Regions from separate parts of the Mus musculus genome. Here region 1 is linked to region 2. A link is a contact called in public Hi-C data. All regions are on one chromosome and are shown on one strand. The core of a region is the stretch at or near the end of the contact, and the rest is flanking DNA. Distances in the headings are between cores, read along the strand shown.

Region 1 (2,713 bases), core at 206-2,705, 380 kb before region 2:
CCATTCCCTTCCCACACCCTCCAGAGATGCTCAGCCCTCTCCATTTACCTATCCTCTAGATAACTCCCATCATGCCTTCTTTGTCTCCATGGCTCCCTTCTCTCCTGTCTACTTTGGGATCTCTTAGCATTCTGACCAGATCCTGGGACTCCAGAAGGCAGTGGGCCTGTTTTCTGCTCTTGATTCCCCAAGTTCTCAGGTCAGAGTGCGAGTCTCAGTTCCTACCATCTGGGCAGGACTAGAACTTCCCTGATCCTCCATCCTTCCCATCCCAGTTCTCCTTTGATGCTCTCAAGTTTGTGGGCTCACCCTCTCCTGTCAGAAAGGCTATTCTCAGCAAGAAGGCAGATGCTGCTGAGGGCGGAGAAAAGAGGACAGTTGCACGCACTGGGGGTAAATCAGCCTGACCATCATGGGAGAAGGCATGGAGAGTCTTCAAAAAACTAAAAATCCAACTTCCTCTCAATTCAACATTTCCACTAGTGGAGACATCGACCAAGGAAATGAAAGTAGTGTTTTCAAAGCGGTAGATGCATTCATGCTTAATATTCACAACAGCTGAAACATGGTGTCTACCACCAGGTCCAACTTCAGGGCAAAGAGAATAAGTTACATCCATAACTTAAATAAACTCAAATAAAGAAGGAAATCCTGTCAACATAGATGAGCCCAGAGGGCATTGCAGGAAGATAAGCAATGCATGACATCACTCATCTAGGGCCACCAGAAAAGGCTGACACAAGGGCAGGCTGGGACAAGAGAGGAGGGAGAAGGAGGAGGCTGGTGAGAGAGGCTGGCCACCATACAAAGTTACAGCTATGAGGAAAAGGGGCCACTGCTGTGCTGCTGTTTTGTGGCCCAGCAGGGTGACTAGAATTAACAATTGGCTACATAGCAGACGGGGGAGGGGAAGGGCTGTCTTGCCACAAGGAAATGGTAAATATTTGAGGTCAGATCAGTGTTTCCTACACATATGAAGACATCAAAGTGTACTCCATAAATGCGGACAATTATAAAATATCAATTAAAAAGGGCGAGGAAGGATGGGGAGTTTTACACCAGAGTAACAGATGAAGAAACCATGTCAGAAGACTGCAGTCAGGATTCGGTCAGGATCCTCTGACCTGGGCTCTGCCCACTCACCGTGGCTCTGACTGACACGGAGGAAATCTACCATAGTTCTGCCTTTTCATGTCCGCCTGCCTGCAGATTAGCCAGTCCGTGTCTTTCTCCCAGTCTGTTAATCTCTAACATCAAAAGAGCCGTGAGGAGTGACCCATCTCTGCTCAGTCTCTGCCGCTCACCTTGTGCTGGCAGCAAGCATCTTGCTGAAGGACGACTGTGCGCGGTACTGTGGATGCTGCGGTCCTGGGGCTGCTCCGTTCCTCGGAAGCTTGTTTATGACGGCTTCCCATGAGCTCCTATTCTCCCCAGTTTGATCTGTAGACCCAGACTCTGAGAAAAGGCAAATACCCAGTGAAACATTTACTTGGGAGTGAAATCAGGCAGCAGCCCTCTTCCTGGTTTCACAACACTTTTGGCTCCTCTGATTCTCAATCCACAAGCGGAGGCTCCTCTCTTCTGCTGCCTCCCCCTTGGCCTTGCTGCTATTCCTTTCACACAGCAACCCCCCACTCCTCACCCCCGCCCCAGCTGTGGTCCCAGGACCACCCACCCCCAGCTGTCTGCCGGCTTTGCCTGGCAGCTGTGTGCCTTTGGCTAGCTATAAAAAATTATTACAGGTAATAAACTAGGTCTCCAAGCCGTAAACCAGGACGGCTGGCTTAGAGGTTCTCCTTGGACACTGGCAGCCAGCCTCTTGTTTGGAGAAATGAGGGGAGACAGGTTTGAGATCGTGACAGAGATACATGACAGAGCCTGCTAGCGGCTCATCCATGAGCTTCACATTCTCTGCGCGGAGAGTAAGGCTACTACTTGGTAACTCTTCCTCATCAAGGCCAGACTCCAGCCACCCTGGCATCTGAGAGCAACTGCCCAACAAGGATTCCTGTGGGACAGGTGCAGGAGTGCTGGGTGCCCCCTCTGCACAGTGTGCTTAAGGACTGAGAGAGCCCACCACTTCCTCTTTCCCACGGGAGGGGAATCACAAGAACTGGGGAACACAAGACCTTGAGTCACCATGCTTAGAGCATTGGCCCTTACATGCTGTCCCCTCACAGTCTAGCCCACAGGCAAAAAACTAAAGCTGACTTACTTGTAAGCCGTCAATGACACATGGGCTGACTTGTCACAGAGCTCACCTGACCCTTTCTAATACTTCCTAGAGGACAGAGGACTTTGTTGGCACCTGAAGTCCCAAGTCCCCTATTTTAAGAATAAGGTTTCAAGTTAGCCTAATGACTTCCTTAATGGCCCTGTCTCCAAAGATGGTCATGTCCTAAATGCTAGGAGTCCATGCTTTGGTACCTGAGCTTAGAGCCTACCCAGAGAGTCTAATCAGCTATGGTGGGAGGGAGGCTTGGAACAGGTGCGGACATTGATATCCTAGACAATGGTATCACCCACTTGATCTTTCCACCACTGCCCGAAACAGCCCCACTCACTCCTGCAATGCCATCTTGGCTTGAGCAAAATTCATCTCCTGTCACACAGGTGAGTCTTCTGGATGTGTGGAACCCTGATGGGTGCTGTGGTTTGAAATCTTGAGAGTCAGCTCCACCATTAAGAAGCCTAGGGGGCTGGAGAGCTGGCT
Region 2 (2,700 bases), core at 173-2,672:
TGGGCCATTCTGCGGTTGGTGGCTGTAAGAGCTCAGCAGTGCAGAGGGGGGTACAACAAGCGACTCTCTTCAGCCTGTTATTTTGCTAAGTTTGGGTTGGCATTTGGCTGGCCATCATTCTTGAGCTAGGTGAGCATCCTGACTGGGTAGGCTGAAGCCACAGCTGTAGAACAGAAAGTGCTATGTGAGAAACCAGGCTGAGGGGCTCCAAAGTGAGAAACATCATCATCTTAACCCTCTTCCCTCACCTAAGAGGAAGCTCAGCTCCAAAGGACTGGCAAGCAGAGGGCCAAGCTGGTCCTGGGCCAGCAGCCCCATTGCTTCTGTTCAGAAGGCTGGGCTTGTCTGTCAGTCCCAGGAGGAATTAATTCTTCTTTCATGAGGAAGGCTAGGCAGAGTTCTTGCCAGGTCTCACCAGGTCGCTTCCACCGGACAGCTGTACAGGGCATAGGGCATGAAGCCAGCCACTTTCCCTCAGCATGAGACAGTGACCCTGTAAGGAGCCCAAGGACAGTTGGGGTTTGACCAGTGTGCCTGGGAAGCCTGGCAGCGTGCCTCGGTTAGATGACTAGGACCAGCAGCCAGAAGAGGATCTTGGCAGCTCTGGAAGGAGGCCTCTGTGCCTGCTGTTGGTTTGTAGTTGCTGGCTTTGGGCTGCAGGACTGAGGACCGGCACATGCGCTGGCTGCCTTTGTGGCATCTAGAGTGTGCTGAATGGCTCCCTGGTAGACAAGTCTGCCTCATGACACTGTCTTTGCTTTCCTCGAAGGCTGACCCTAATGATGCCTGTAGGCACCCCCACACGGCTTTGCCAGATCATCCTCAAGGCTTGGGCTTGGGCGGGGCCCATTGGGACATCCTGTCATTCTGATTGATTGACTGTCAGCCAGAGTCAGGAAGCTAGTGTGTCTGGTCATTCCGCTGGGCAGGACCTGGTCCTTCCCGGGTTTGTGGCTCCTGCTGACTTTGGTTCATGTTCTTTCTGCCCCTAGTGGAATTCGGGGAGGTGGGGGGGACACACTGACTTCTGGTATAGATGACCAAGGGTTGGGAACATGAGCTCTGGAGCCAGGCTGCCTCTACCTACCCTCACTCGGTGGCAATGGTAAAATGGGCAGGTCTGTGAATTACTACCTCCTAGTTGTCAGAATTAAGAGAAACTGGATGTACTGCGATCAACAGCTCTGGCACCCGATAGTGGCGTCACTGTATAATTGTATGTTGTCTTCCACACCCTACCCTACAACAGTGAGCTATAGACTCCTTGTCAGCTCAGGATGGTCCCGTAGCTCTTCTAAAGCTGGCTCTGAGCCTCTTTGAGGACATGTGAAGACCTGCTTTATAAGGGTGAGGGCTGTAGCTCTGATTGGTCTAGCCTTAAAGCCCATCCCCCCGGCTAGTGGCCTTGGGTCCCTCTGGAAGCCAGACTTTGTGCTCAGTAGACTGGAAGAGTGCCCCAAAGGGGCACAGGTGCTCTGCAGCAGGACTGTCCTGATAGACTTATGTCTGCCTCTGCTGGCAGAGACTGATGGTTCCCTGCTGGGCCCTGGCCTCTTTCTGCAGCCCAGGAGCCCGGGAATGCCTAGCCCACCCTCTCAGGGTTAGTCTGAGGCTGATGTTTCCTAGATTTGGGGAATATTCCCATGTATTGGGCCCCAAGTGTAAACGTGAAAGTTGCATATGTTATACACACCTATTGGCAATAACTTAAAAATAGCTGTATTTGGAACTTCAGTGTGCCTGCATTTTGGTTGTAGCCTGTAACATGGGGCCTGCTGTGGAGTCATGTCAGCGCTCAAAAGGTTTTAGACTTTGAGTTTTTGGATTTGGACATGTATTACTCTATCCCAATACACTGGGATAAGGAACACTCACCCAACTACCAGCATAGTGCCTGGACGCAAATAATTAAACAAAATCAATGGTAGGTGAATGTCCGGGTTCTCTAGAGTCACATAACTTATGAAAGGTCTCTATATATTAAGGGAATTTATTGTAATGACTTACAGTCTGTAGTCCAACAATGGACAGCTATGGATAGGAAGCCCAAAAATCTAGTAGTTATTCAGTCCGACGAGGCTAATTGTTTCAGCTGGTCTTCTGTAGAAGTAGGTTCCAACAGATGTGCTGGCAAGGAAGTGCAAGAAGAGTGAGTTTTCCTTCTTCTAATGTCCTTATGTAGGTCTCCAGCAAGAAGGTATGGCCTAGAACTTGCTTTGTTCCAGGTTGGCTTTGAACTTAGAGATCTGCTTGCCTCAGTCTCCTGGGATTAAAGGCATGCATGACCTTGGCTTGGGTCTAAGTTTTTCATGACCACTATGCCTCAAGATCCAGGTCAGAAGCCTGTGTCTTCTTCCAGCCTCAAGTTCTGGATCACAGCGGTGCCCTCCATTTCTGGATTGTAGTTCATTCCAGATGTAGTCAAGCTGACAACCAGGAATGGCCAATAGGGGTTGTCTTGATTCTTCTGCTGAGCCAAGAGTTCACTAAGGTCTCCAACACCCTCTTTTGGTACAGGTGTTGGAGGGTGTACAAGGGGTGTGTGTACAACAGGGATTCAGCAGCCTCTTTTGGTACAGGTGCCTTTATATGCACGCGCACACACACACACACGTGTGCACACACACACATGCACATACACTTATACATGCATGCATACACACAAAAATCTTGAAAAAGAAAAAAACCAAAATGCCATTG

Evidence for each region. A called contact is a pair of places that touch in the nucleus more often than the background predicts.
Region 1: a Hi-C map of liver shows a contact between it and region 2, with 4 times the contacts expected there. The contact joins the promoter of Stra6l here to the enhancer-like site in region 2. A contact is called at or near these places in 6 of 39 promoter capture datasets (3T3-L1-derived adipocytes, cranial neural crest, embryonic stem cells and 3 more), 2 of 484 Hi-C or Micro-C datasets (liver and nephron progenitors) and 3 of 115 datasets of contacts at active chromatin or transcription factors (embryonic basal ganglia, embryonic stem cells and kidney).

What each region holds. Positions count from the first base shown.
Region 1 is chr4:45,847,689-45,850,401 of GRCm38.p6, reverse strand. Stra6l (STRA6-like) reads right to left here and starts at 1,455. Exons shown (of 18, transcript NM_028788.4): 1 at 1,305-1,455. The coding sequence starts at 1,324.
Region 2 is chr4:45,465,488-45,468,187 of GRCm38.p6, reverse strand. All of the region lies in intron 2 of Shb (src homology 2 domain-containing transforming protein B), which reads left to right. Among named protein-coding and RNA genes, the nearest start is that of Gm46852, 57 kb to the right of the region's middle. Within about 2 kb of position 1,422, at least 56 of the 459 cell types and tissues checked have an H3K27ac peak or open chromatin away from gene starts, as enhancers often do. A contact at or near this core is called in kidney and liver, where this site is marked.